2 separate regions of the Bombyx mori genome follow, and region 2 is linked to region 1. Evidence: chromatin contacts called from public Hi-C data. All regions are on one chromosome and are shown on one strand. The core of a region is the stretch at or near the end of the contact, and the rest is flanking DNA. Distances in the headings are between cores, read along the strand shown. Region 1 holds the start of LOC101746862 (zinc finger protein 660). Region 2 holds the start of LOC101744280 (zinc finger protein 532).

What was found. A called contact is a pair of places that touch in the nucleus more often than the background predicts.
Region 2: a Hi-C map of whole pupa shows a contact between it and region 1, with 1.9 times the contacts expected there. The contact joins the promoter of LOC101744280 here to the promoter of LOC101746862 in region 1. A contact is called at or near these places in 2 of 7 Hi-C or Micro-C datasets (middle silk gland and whole pupa).

Annotation. Positions count from the first base shown.
Region 1 is chr5:9,932,729-9,936,258 of ASM3026992v2, reverse strand. LOC101746862 (zinc finger protein 660) reads left to right here and starts at 2,014. Exons shown (of 11, transcript XM_004930135.5): 1 at 2,014-2,448; 2 at 3,069-3,269. The coding sequence starts at 2,329. LOC101746725 reads right to left here and starts at 1,201. Exons shown (of 2, transcript XM_004930134.5): 1 at 1-1,201. The coding sequence starts at 937.
Region 2 is chr5:10,365,887-10,369,444 of ASM3026992v2, reverse strand. LOC101744280 (zinc finger protein 532) reads left to right here and starts at 1,356. Exons shown (of 3, transcript XM_004930116.5): 1 at 1,356-1,477; 2 at 2,310-2,455. The coding sequence starts at 2,322.

The DNA.
Region 1 (3,530 bases), core at 765-3,264:
CAATCTTAGCTGAAAATGTATTTTTCCTTTCTATATTTTTATGTACAATTTTTTGACCATTTTCTTGGTTTTCCTTTGCGTTTTTTAAATACTGTTCATATGCTACTTTTCGTTCACTATCACTTACTGATGTCCAAACCTCAGCCCAAGTTGCACTTACTAAAATGAAGTTATTAATATCTTCATTCGACAAGTAATTCAAAATAGTTGCAATTGGTGGTATTACATTGCCTTCATATAGCCTTTGAATTATATCATTGTTAGGTTTGAATAGTACAGTTTTTACTGCTTCTACTAGTGCTCTCGGCCTGTTCACTTGTTGTAATTCACGCATTTCACATGATAGCGAATGTGTTACAAAATTGAGTTTTTTGGCCGATTTCCTACAAGGATTTGTCTTGCAATTTCTTTTAACTGGTGTTATTGGATATGATGCTGATTCATGACCTTGTAAAAGATGTTTTGTAAGATTGTTTGCTCTGTCTATATTTATAGCATTTAACGAGCGGGATGAGTTTTCTTTGTTTTCATTAACATAGAGATTTCTGATTTGTCCAGCAATCAAACTAGTAGGAGTAGGTATGGGACTATATGGTAACTCCAACGTTTCTATGTCTTGATATGATCGTTTCAAGCCGCGCCTTGGCAATGGTGTTCCTGTTATATCATTAAGTATAACTGATGGTCTATTACACTGATTCGTCTCTGGTGTAATATAACGAATCTGGCCAGTAATACGTTTGTTATTAGCGAGAATAGATTGTTCAAAGTAGTCACTCGACAAATTGGAGGCTTCGATTGATCCTGGTGTTAAAGTATGATACCCGCTTTCTTCATTTTTACACAAACTAATATCAATAAATATCGCAGGCTGCGTAGATTTCTCATAATTTGATGGGATCTCCATAGTATTGGCTAATAATGTGCTCGATTCCATCGTTCTTGAGTTTGATTACAAAATGCCAACGGCGAGTTCCGAAAACAATCTTTCATCAAATCAAAACCTAGCTAACTTACTTTGCTAGGAGCATTTTGGCTTTTCCTACAGCATACCGTCGTCGTTACGAAAATGATATTTAAATTATAGATCTCGATATTACTCGATAATTCAAAACTCAACAATCAACTTAAAAACATTTTTTTTGAAAGACGTTTTCAATTTTCTTGTTGGTGTGTAGTGTAGTGTAAAGAGAATTTAATCAACATACATAGATTAGACTACAATACAAAAAGTAAATTACAAATATTATTTTAAAGACTATTCTAAGTACGGTACTACTACACTACTACACGACAGACAATATTATGCAATATGCAATGCACAGTCGTAGGTACATTTTACACTATTACCATTACCACATTAAATTATATATATACCTATCTACACCGGAATTCACATGTAAACAAAATAATTAAAAAAGTAAACTTAATATTAATTTAAATTGCAAACATTTAGGCACAAAAACAAAAAGTAATATTTCTTGAAAGAGATTGATTTTAATGATTTACTTGTCCTTATTTATAAATGTAGCCTGGTAAATGATAAGGAGCTGGTGGTCTCATTTCTTTTAGGGGGCAGGAATTATCTCCAGCTTCATAGGACACAGGACTATGATGATTTGATTGGGATTTGCTAAGATCAACCTGAGTGCTCCGATGGAAATCTAACAAGTCAAGTACAGCTACTTCATGAACTACGACCGGCGTGGAATCGCGTGACCCACCGAAAAAATCCAACGAGAAACAAACTGCAGTTGCCCAGGTTCCTATGCCTGCTCCTAGTATTTTCGGGTGCAGGATATGAAATCGCCAAGGAGAATAGTGAGGGTAGTGAGATTTATACGTCAAATGCAAGATGAAATTCAAATCGAGGTCCCTTTAATGAAGCGCACAGCCCTGGATTTCGTCTCGGATTTACAATTTCTTTAGGTCTTTTGAATGCTAGTACATGTGAATTAATATCTAGAAGTAGCCTGTGGTCTAAAGTGAGTATAATCTATGCCCGATAACACATTTTGTATTTTGTCATGACCGAAAGGTCTATGTTACCGAGTCATAAAAAACAATAAAAAAAATGTATTTTGTTGTGCTACTGCCATGGAGTTAATAAGTACCTACAATAACTCTATGGCTACTGCAATGTACATAATTGTCAAATGAAATATTCCAATAACTTTGTGTAAAGGGTAAAATAAAACGAATTCCTCATTTCAGGAAACTGTTATGTTTTCTAAATTATTATTTATTTTCCTAATATAAAATAAGCTACACTTCCAAAAAGCTTCCTTACAAAAACTTTGCAGTGTCGGTCGTAATTATTAAAAGAGGATGCCAATCATAAAGGATTTGTGTAGATTGTGTGCTACTCAGGATGAATTCTCCAAAGATTTGTTAGATGAAAGTAACAGAAATGTTTTAAACCTTATAGAAGATTTCCTGCGGATAATAGTGAGTAGCCTTTCAAATATATTACTGAAAACTAAATTATTTGGTTTTTTAGTATGAAACCTTCGTTTAATACTGACTAGGTTTTAGATTGTCCACATATGGTTGTCTTACATCGATCTGGTGATTGGTGACAGTCATTGACGTTATCATTGAGTAAATACAGATTTACAACGGTCCAGTAGGGTTTTTCTATATCAATCCCAACCACAATAACGTTCTCACGGTTGTGGTATCATGAAAGCTTGGTCTTTATAGTTCGTAACGTAATCCTGATGAGGAATGTAAAATAACACAATAACAGTACAGTGCACCATAAATGGTAAACAGACTACCTATAGGTCTCATTCTATCTGCTCTAACTTCATGGAGTTCTGAGCTCGATTGCTCTATTTTCTGGAATTTGTTGACATAATAGCCATGAATAGTAAAAGTCATGACAGGATATTATTTATCAAAATAGATCTTGTTTTGAGTCAATGAGTTTAGTGAACCAAATTCTGGTATGTTACAGTACTGTTGATACTGAGTAATATAAGGCTGTTATTGGTTTCTGTAAAATTTATTCTAAACATGTCAATTAATCTGAAATCAATTAATAATATTTAAAAAATATGTTATAGATTTGTGAGAACGATACTCTACCAACAAAAATTTGCTTAAATTGTGAAGAAAAAATGGTGTCTCTTCAACTTTTCATATTAGAATGCAACAAAACACAAGAAGCATTATCGAGTATGCTCATGGATTTGGAAACCAGTGAATTAGATGAAAAAAAAGATGATATTCTTTTGACAGTCACAGATGTCCATATCAAATCTGAGGTAAAGTATTGTTTCTTGGTTTATTTGGGAAGATGTGTACTCTAGAAATAAGCAGTCACGTGAGACCAGAGAGGCATTTCTAGTTAATTCCAGTGAAAACTAATTTTTAAGTAAACTATCCTTAACAAGAAATTATTCACTTCTTATTTATTTTATTTCTGTTGATGATTCATGTGAAAAATATTGATTATCTTACTACTTAAATACTACTACTTACTACTTAAATAATATACTTACTGCTTAAATATTTAGTTACTACTT
Region 2 (3,558 bases), core at 107-2,606, 430 kb before region 1:
TGAGTAGAGCTCTATAAAATATCCAGTGCAAAAGCTTTCCGTGTAAATCAAATATTTTTAATACATCATTAAATCTACTGCTACCAAGTATCCATATTTTCCCTTTATATCATTTATATAATTCGAGAATATGGAGCGTTTTTAAGTATTTACTTACTTTCGATAGCTAATAACTTTATTAATACGCCCTTATTTATTCTGAACGAACCTACCAGTTCCTATTCCTATCTTCAAACTCGTATTCATCATCATCATCAACAGCCCACAGTCGTCCACTGCTGGACATAGGCCTGTCCCAATCCACACCACTGAGCCCGGTCTACGGCTCTCCTCATCCACTTCTTGCCGGCCACCGTGCGGGGATCATCGCACCACCTAGTCGGGGGGCGTCCCACGTTACGTCTTCCGCTGCGCGGTCTCCACTCGAGAACCCGTCTGCTCCAGCGATCGTCAGTCCTACGGCATATATGGCCAGCCCACTGCCATTTCAGCTTGCTGACTCTTTGTACTATGTCGATGACTTTAGTTCTCGGTCGAATAATCTCATTCCGGATTTTATCCTTCAGAGAAACTCCGAGCATGGTCCTTTCCATGGCTCGCTGAGCGACTTTGAGCTGACGGACCAACCGTACTGTGAGTGTCCACGTTTCAGCTCCGTAAGTCATTACCGGTAGGACGCACTGGTTAAAAACTTTCGTTTTCAGGCACTGTGGGATGTGTGATGAAAAGACTCTAGTAAAGTAAAGACTTCGTATTCATGCACAGCTCAATTTCTAATGGTGCTATCCACCTGAATATTTTATAAATTTTGTTGATTTCATGTTTAAGCGATGTTATTCCTTTATTGAGGAAATCGAAGTGACCGTGTGCTAACCAGTAACGAGCCGGCAGGGTTTAAGCCCCGGCATAGTCTTAAAACTTACCCCTAAACTACGAATTTCGAAACGACCTAACAGATTTTATTGGAATTAGCGTGTGTCAAGTGGCGAATTGACTGTATTCCTAGCTGGGGAAGGCCGGTGCCATTCATGCTATTTATAAACAGGTTAGTACGTGTGAACATAAAAATCTTAATCTGTTAAGATATGTTACTAGGTTAAAAAGTACTTGTACTAAATTTATCTTAAGGTTTAAATCAAATAACAACTTAAAACATAACAAAATCAAATATACTTAGGGCGGACGTTAATTTAAAAAAAAAGCTTTACTAGTAGTTTTGTAGAGATTTACTAGTTTTACATTTCATGTGTGCTTAATATTTTGCTTTCATGTGTAGTCCTCTTAAGTAAATAGAAAACGTACTTAAAAAATGGTTTAATTTATCATTAATAGTAAACAATATATTTTTATCTTGGCAATTAAATGATTTTTACTTCTGGCGATACTACAAGGAGGTAAATTTTGTCATCAGAGGTCGCTCCAAATCAATTTCAAAAGAAATTGTTTATTAGTAAAGCGTATTTTTGTCTAAATTAAGGTAAGAATCAATCATAATAATAACATTCTTTCATAATTTAGAATTATACTCAAGGTGAAGCGATTAATTACTTGAGGTCGTAGATTTTGATTAATGACTTCAAATCCACGTGAACATTGTCCCTTTTCATGGAGTAACAAGTGAAGTAATAAACACTGCAGGCTAATGAACTATATCAAATTAGATTTGAACAAATCAACGGATATTATAGTGAAAAGAAACGTAACTGAAAGTATTCTGATATTTTTTTGGCGCATAAATCTTGTTAGCAGTAGGCGGCTAGTTGTAAATAATGATAAAATGAATTCAAGATTGCGATTTATTACTCAAAATTAAAAAAATCTATATTCAAGACTTAAAAAAATGCATTAACGATAAATTTTGATGAATGTCTCAAATGTATGAATTAAGTTGGTAAATACCAATTTAATTATACTACCAAACAAAGATAATAAACTCACAAAAATATGTGCATATAATTATAATATAGTAATATGATTAAACTAGTATTTTCTTTATTAAATCATACGCGTTTTTTACCTGAAACGAAAAGCTCTGAGACTCAGCAAATATGTCCAACTTGATCATTTGGGAAGCAGGGACGCTAATATTGACGTTTGAAATATAGTACAATGATCATTATGATGTACAATTTCAACCTTTTGTCTCACAGTGGGTGGTGGCATTCTTGAGGTGATATCTATAGATTCTAGAAAAAAACTTAGACAGCCCATTATTAGACTTATCTCCTAATAATTCTAAAAATTAAGGTTTTATTAAGATCCTGCATTGGAGTATTTATAATTATACTATTAAAACCTTTATATTACAGATATCGATTAATATGGGTACTACAGATTCTCACAATGATAGACTGAGTATAAAAAACATGATTTTCACAAAAGCTTTACCAAATTACACAATCCCAGTACCAATAACTGGCCACAAAGTATTTGGGTGTACTGATTGTGGAGACAAGTAAGTGGGTTTTAGCCAAAATCTGTATTAATATAAAATGTGTTCAACCATAATATATAATAAATACTTATTACCCTGTGTTAATTGATGCAATATAAAAATGAAAGAACAAAAATATTGGTTTTAGAGGTACCGGTGTGAAGCGGTTACTGGAGCCCAAAAATACATCACAGCATAAATATCTGCATCTGTTTAAATGAGGTTGAGATCTCAGTTATATTGTATAACAGTTGTCTCATATTTCAAACCTGAATGCATCACTGCCCCGTGACCAATTTCAGCATTACTTTACTTCCTATCTTTACTGGTTCGCAATAAATGATATTAACAGTATGATTAGCGACTTACTCTATCAAAATCTTTGAATAGTATCAGTTCAAACTAACCTAATTATGGGGATTCATTGGAATCTTGAAAATACATTACTTTACAATCAGTGTGCACTAGTGGTAAAGACTGTTGCTACTACTGGTTTCTTTTTAAAATCATAAATGGTATAATAGACAAGACATAGTCACATTTATGAGTTACATGTTTAATCAGCTAGGGTGAAGTTATCTCTATGTGTACTTAAACTTTGAGCCAGGAAGCCAATCTAAACTGCTTGTGTTAAGTTTTTTCAAGGCTTTCTGGACTCCGGCTCACTTTGAACATAAATTAACCATTCAATGCTGCTGAACGTAATTTATCTTAAAAACGTGTTTTTGTGTTCTGGCTCTTAATGTTACATCATATCCAAGTATTGTAATAATTTCATATACATATATATGCATGCTAAATTTATTTTATTATTTTTACTTATTTATTACTTTTTAATCTATCTGATACATGTTTTATATCAATTTTCAAATCATATCAAGACAAGTCATAACATTACATTTTTCTAGTAGATAGTATGTTTTCTACAGTCTTTTGTGTTTCAAGGTGAGTGTGACATGCATTGCACATGTTTAAGTTCTTTTTTTTTTTTTTAAGTGACATGCAGTTTGTGACATGTATACTGGTAACCACTCAACATCAGATGGGCCGTGAGCTTTTTTTTTCTACCTAAACTGATGGTCTTGAGAGCCCATATCAGCGTCACCGGGCGAGTAGGTGAGCTC